Regions from separate parts of the Mus musculus genome. Here region 1 is linked to region 2. Evidence: chromatin contacts called from public promoter capture Hi-C data. All regions are on one chromosome and are shown on one strand. Each heading gives the region's core, a stretch centred on a gene start, on an enhancer-like site or on the middle of the called end of the contact. The rest is flanking DNA. Distances are from core to core; before and after follow the strand shown.

Region 1 (2,700 bases), core at 52-2,551, 300 kb before region 2:
TAGAATCCACCCATTGTATTGCTCTGTCCACGCTACATATTAAAAAAATGTTAAGGAGACGGCTCAGTGGGTAAGAGCACTGACTGCTCTTCCGAAGGTCCTGAGTTCAAACCCCAGCAAGCACATGGTGGCTCACAACCACCAGTAATGAGATCTGATGCCCTCTTCTGGTGTGTCTGAAGACAGCTACATTGTACTTATGTATAATAATAAATAAATTTTTTTTTTTAATGTTAAAGCTCAGAGGCTAAATAAACAGACTGGGGACATACGGCATCCAATTTTCAGGTCCTGTACTGAAACACACGCAACATAACTAGCTGTAACACCTATTTTTCTCAAATGACTGATAAAATAAATGTCCCTTTGCTGTGTCGGTAGCTCAGGCCTGTAATCGTAACACCAGAGAAGAGGGTTGGAATCAAGAAGATGGTTAGCGATAGGGTAGCTTGGGTTATAGAAGGATATATCTGAAAAAAAATTGAGTTTACATACATACTTTTAGAATACATAAATTCAATGCTCCCTATCTCAGCCAAGTTATTCACAATAAATCACCTCACTGTCTCGGCCTGCCTCCGTCAGAAGTGACTCAGCAGAGTAACGGGGCGGTAGGCACCCCCAGAGAAGGTCCGCAGATGAAGAGTACCCGGTAGGCAAACTTCTCCAGAGCACGTCCGGAAGCCTAATTCCGAGGGCCAGAAATCCTGGCTGGGGTCTGTTCCTAACTCCGCCCAGCTTGCCTCGGCTTCCTCTGGAGAGGCCCTAGGGCTCCTAGCTCCGACTGGTTGCAGCCGGTGTAGACCGGGTCGGGGCAGGTAGAGTAGCTCATCTCCCAACTCTTCCTGGAAGAAGCCGGGCCTGCTTGGGAGGGGGTTGGGGGTTGGGGGGAATAAACCTACTTCCTGGAGCTGGGGGAGGAGATGTTGACCTCTGAATCCACTCGGGACTCCGAACGGGAATCTCCCAGAGCAGTGTGCCTTTGCCTCCAAAATCCAGGTTCAACGCCCGTTTCCCGCTTAGGGCTATAGGAATACTGCCTATTCCTAGCCGCGAACATGCCTCTCCAATGCTTCCCAAACTCAAGGAAACTCAAAGAGGCAGTCCCGCAACTCTTCTTGCACGCGTGAGCCCCAACACAAATAGTAAGGCAGCACAGACTCTACACACCAGTGGGACAGCAACGACTGGTCAGAAAATGGGTTTGCTCACCAATCTGGAATCCGTGCCTGGATCAGTGCCGAGGACTTGCAGCCAAGGAGACGGCTCCTTCCAGTACTAAAGCCGGACTCCAGGAAAAAGGGGCGGGCCTGGCGGAGGAGGCGGGGCTGACCCCTGTGCTGGCTGGGACCAAACCCCGGGTCAGAAATGCGAAGATGCCCTAGACAAGTCTATGGAACAGTCTTTAAGAACATCATCATTAGAGACTTAGGCTTTCTACCGTATGCAAGTGTTTAATACACCTGTTCTCACTATCAATATATTGAAATGTCTAAAGAATAAAAGGTCTAGCCATACAATTAAAAGGTGACTGCATTTGATGGATTACAAAAATCTGCCAACTTTAAATTACCTGTGTGTATCTCTAATTTTAACGCATGGAACCAAAAGACTACTTTTATACTGAAGTACTTATACATTTACATATGCAAACTGAACTGGACTGGAACTGGACTGTAAGGGTTTTGGGTTTTTTGTTTGTTTGTTTGTTTTTAAGATTTATTTATTTATTTTATGTATATAAGTACACTGTTGCTGTCTTCAGACACATCAGAAAAGGGCATCGAATTCCTATTACAGATGGTTGTGAGCCACCATGTGATTGCTGGGAATTGAACTGAACTACTCAGGAAAAGCAGTCGGTGCTCTTAACCACTGAGCCACCTCTCTAACCCCTAGACTGTAAGTTATTAAAGGCAGGGCTACTGTGAAAAGAAAAGAATGCCAAACTTCCTGGTTTGGGAGACTGACAACCCAACTGATCTCAGAAGATGGGGGGAGGGGGAAAGACTTTGGGGAGGAGCTGGGGGTGGAGTAGGAAGTGGCTCAGCAGTAAATTGTTTGCCTTACCTGCATGAGCCTGTGAACTGGGCTGACTCACAATTGTAATTCAGCATTAGGAGACTGAGGCAGGAGGATTACTCATAAATTTAAACCAGCCTGGGCTACAGAGTGTTTTTGCCTCGAAAAACTTAAAACACAAAATGAAAAGTCAAGTCAGGAATAGATGTTTGGAGTGAGGATGGGAAAACATGGTGCAAGCATTCCTTTTTTTTTTTTTTTTTTTTTCTGGTTTTTCAAGACAGGGTTTCTCTGTAGCCCTGGCTGTCCTGGAACTCACTTTGTAGACCAGCCTGGCCTCAAACTCAGAAATCCGCCTGCCTCTGCCTCCCAAGTGCTAGGATTAAAGGTGTGTGCCACCACGCCTGGCTGGTGCAAGCATTCTTAAGAATCATAGAAAAACAGAGCAGAGAAGATGGGACGCTCAATGTCTAACATACAAGGGTAAGGTTTATTTGGTTTTGAGACAGGGTGATGTGACATGCATATTTCTCCCAGGCTGATTTCAAACTTGCTGTGTAGCTGAGAATGGTCCAGATTCTGCTTCTGTGGTGGTGGCGGTATTGCAAGCGTGCATCCCCTTGCCCCAGCTGATCCAGTGTTGAGCATTGAACCCAGGCTTTGTGCGTCCGGGCAAAC
Region 2 (2,798 bases), core at 151-2,650:
ACATGGTGCGCTCTACCATATAGTATCTGCATAATGAATGAAATTAAGTGATGAGTGGTCATTCTACTCACCTCTTGTTCTGCCTGGGTGTTTGAAGTTCAGGCTTGGCTCTTGTCACTGACTTCAGTGTGACATGGCACAACAGACAAGAAGAAGGATTCGTTGGAACCAAGAAGTCCACAGAGATAATGGTGGAACTTGGATAACTCCTTTTAGAATGAAAATTACAGGTAATTTATCTTGGCAATGCGCGACGGTGGTTCTTGGAGGAAGAGTAATACCCATATATAAATTTTCACAGAAAAACAGAAGTCTTGTCTATCAATTCATAGTCAATGCTTAATGACTGTGAAACTGCCACAGTCAAAGCAGAACAAATATAGATGAAATATGAGAAAAGTTCTCAAAATGGGATTTCCTAATAAATGATGAAAAATTAGCTACTTTTGCTATACCTATTTTTTTTAAAAATCAAATTTAGTATTTGCTATTTCTAGAATGAATTATTGGTGGAAACACTGTTTCTTATGTTTTGAACATAATTATTCCAAACAGATCCCTCCTAGTGAGATCTCAAGAATGTCCCCACCATGGTGGAACATGCCTCTTTTGAATAGAGTAGAGGTGGACTGTGGAGAAGGAGATCATTCTGGGATAGTAAGATTGGCATGACAGGTTGTGATCATTAATACCTGCAGAGCAGAGCTAGATTCTCCACTGTGTACACAGGTCTGAGAGTCAAAATGCACTTAATGTATGTGTTAGAAAAATGAATGTCTCTTTGTTTAGGACAGAAAGAGGCATACTGAGTGTAGTTCAGAGCTGGGCAAGGAGAGGCACACATAGAGCAGTAAGCTGATCCTTTGGTGCCAGTGGAAATCTAATCTCTGGGCATGGCCTAGAAAGAGCCTGGCTGGTCCAGTCATAAGGATGGGGCAACACTGTTCCCTAATGATAAGATAACACTGCAGATGGTCTCTCATATTCTCCAATGATATCAGGCCCTTCTCTCTGAGCCTGACCCTGTCTTTCTCTGAGGACATCAGAAGTAGAGGAGTTTCTGTAGAGAGTTCAGATTCTCAGATTTAATTTTTCAAGTGAAAAACACCTGAGCTTCAGTGAGGTAAATATGAGTAACACATTTACAGAAGGTCACTCAAACATGTCGGGAAGAAGCTCAAATTAGGGCTCATTGCTCTCGCAGAAAATTCATTCCTTCCCCCTACCCCTTTCCTGCATATCCTCCACCCTCCCTTCTAGGTCTCTCTACCACACCACTCCAAGAGAAGATAGTGGCAGACACTTACCAGCTGATGTTAATTAAAAAAAAAAAAAAACCCATGAAGTCAGAGCAGTTTGTACTGTAGACCAGAATGGCTGCAAAGTCAGGGAGAGGCCTCGTGCTGATTTCTTTCAGAGAAGTATTTATCCTCTTTCTTCCTCTATGCTTGAAAAGCACTTCACTTCAACTGGGAGAACTTGAGAGCCAAGAAGGAGTCCCCAGGGCTGTAGTCCCTGCATGGGCGGGACCCAGGTAGTCAGAGTCCTTCATTACACCCCATCCCTCCTTGTACAGAGTCATCTGAAGCTGGAGCATCCTTACTCTGCAGGGCTGGGTTCGGCAGTGAAAGTCATCCTACCACATTGTATTGTTTTTCTGTTCTATGAAAAACCAACCTTGTTAGTTGTGACTTCATTCCCCTCCCTTCACCCATGACAAAGAATAATTTCCTGCACAGGCTATGCGTGATATATGAAGGGGGTTACCTATGGGATGTCATACTGCTTTCTAAATTGCTCATCTCTTTTCAAGTCCAGAGTCATAACTACTTCAAATATCTTACCTTCCTACAGCATTATTTACTCAGTGTTTATTTCTGCTTTTTCAGTGCTAAATAATTCACTTTTCTCTGCCAGACACTCTACTTTTGAGAGCACTCTACTTTAATCATTCCTTGTATAATTGCCTGCAAATGCTTGTCCAGGCCAACATCTCAGGCTTCCTTATGGTTCTCTACTCAACATGGAATACAAGGGATACTTCCTACATGATCAATAGCAATCAGATTTCCTAACTGCTCTTACCTTCTTTACTCCTCTAATGTGCAATTTCATATTTTCAGAAAGAAATTCAGTTTTTGCTTCATGATATGATTAGTCAATGTATTTGCTTTTCTTTCCTCTCAAAATGCACCAGGATGGTCTTTTAGAGACTGGCATGAAAACTGTGTCATAGCCTTCAACTGGGGAAAGTGGACCAGAAGGATTTGTGTAGAGTTTTTGATACTGGCTTTACAATGTTTATTTATAAAACCCATATAACAATGTTATGCTTTTCTTATGTAAATTATATAATTGAAGGTCTAGAGTTAAGCAATAGCATTTAAAGGTCATATTGAAACAGACAAACTAAGCAAACACAAAGCACTCTGCATTTCGACTTGTTTGTTCTCTCAATTGGTATTTAGGTTTATTTTATCATACTATACATTACCTTTTTGAAGGTTAGCTAAAATTAATCATTCTTTTAAATTTTAATCAAAATGCATCAATTTAGTGTCCTCTTTGAGGCACTCCAACCTGAGTTCTGTATGTACACGGATACAAAGCTCACATTTAGTAAAACAGATAGGTGATCTGTCAGAATTTGTGAAAGTACAATTAGCACACATTTGGAAGACAGGTCGTTTATGAGAATTGAGGACAGAATGAGAGTGATGTGGATCACAAAGCAACTGCCCTTACCTCTGTTCCTATTTTCTGGGTAGTGTTGAGGTCTTGGAGATATGAAGGGAAAC

The links. Promoter capture Hi-C pulls out the DNA fragments that hold promoters and counts their contacts.
Region 1: a promoter capture Hi-C map of hematopoietic stem and progenitor cells shows a contact between it and region 2, with 3 times the contacts expected there. The contact joins the promoter of Trim6 here to the promoter of Olfr631 in region 2. A contact is called at or near these places in 2 of 39 promoter capture datasets (hematopoietic stem and progenitor cells and stem cell-derived epiblast-like cells) and 1 of 115 datasets of contacts at active chromatin or transcription factors (embryonic stem cells).

The regions. Positions count from the first base shown.
Region 1 is chr7:104,217,396-104,220,095 of GRCm38.p6, reverse strand. It overlaps Trim6 (tripartite motif-containing 6), which reads right to left and starts at 1,301. Exons shown (of 8, transcript NM_001013616.2): 1 at 1,213-1,301.
Region 2 is chr7:103,913,664-103,916,461 of GRCm38.p6, reverse strand. Olfr631 (olfactory receptor 631) reads right to left here and starts at 1,400. Exons shown (of 4, transcript NM_001271020.1): 1 at 1,308-1,400; 2 at 72-209.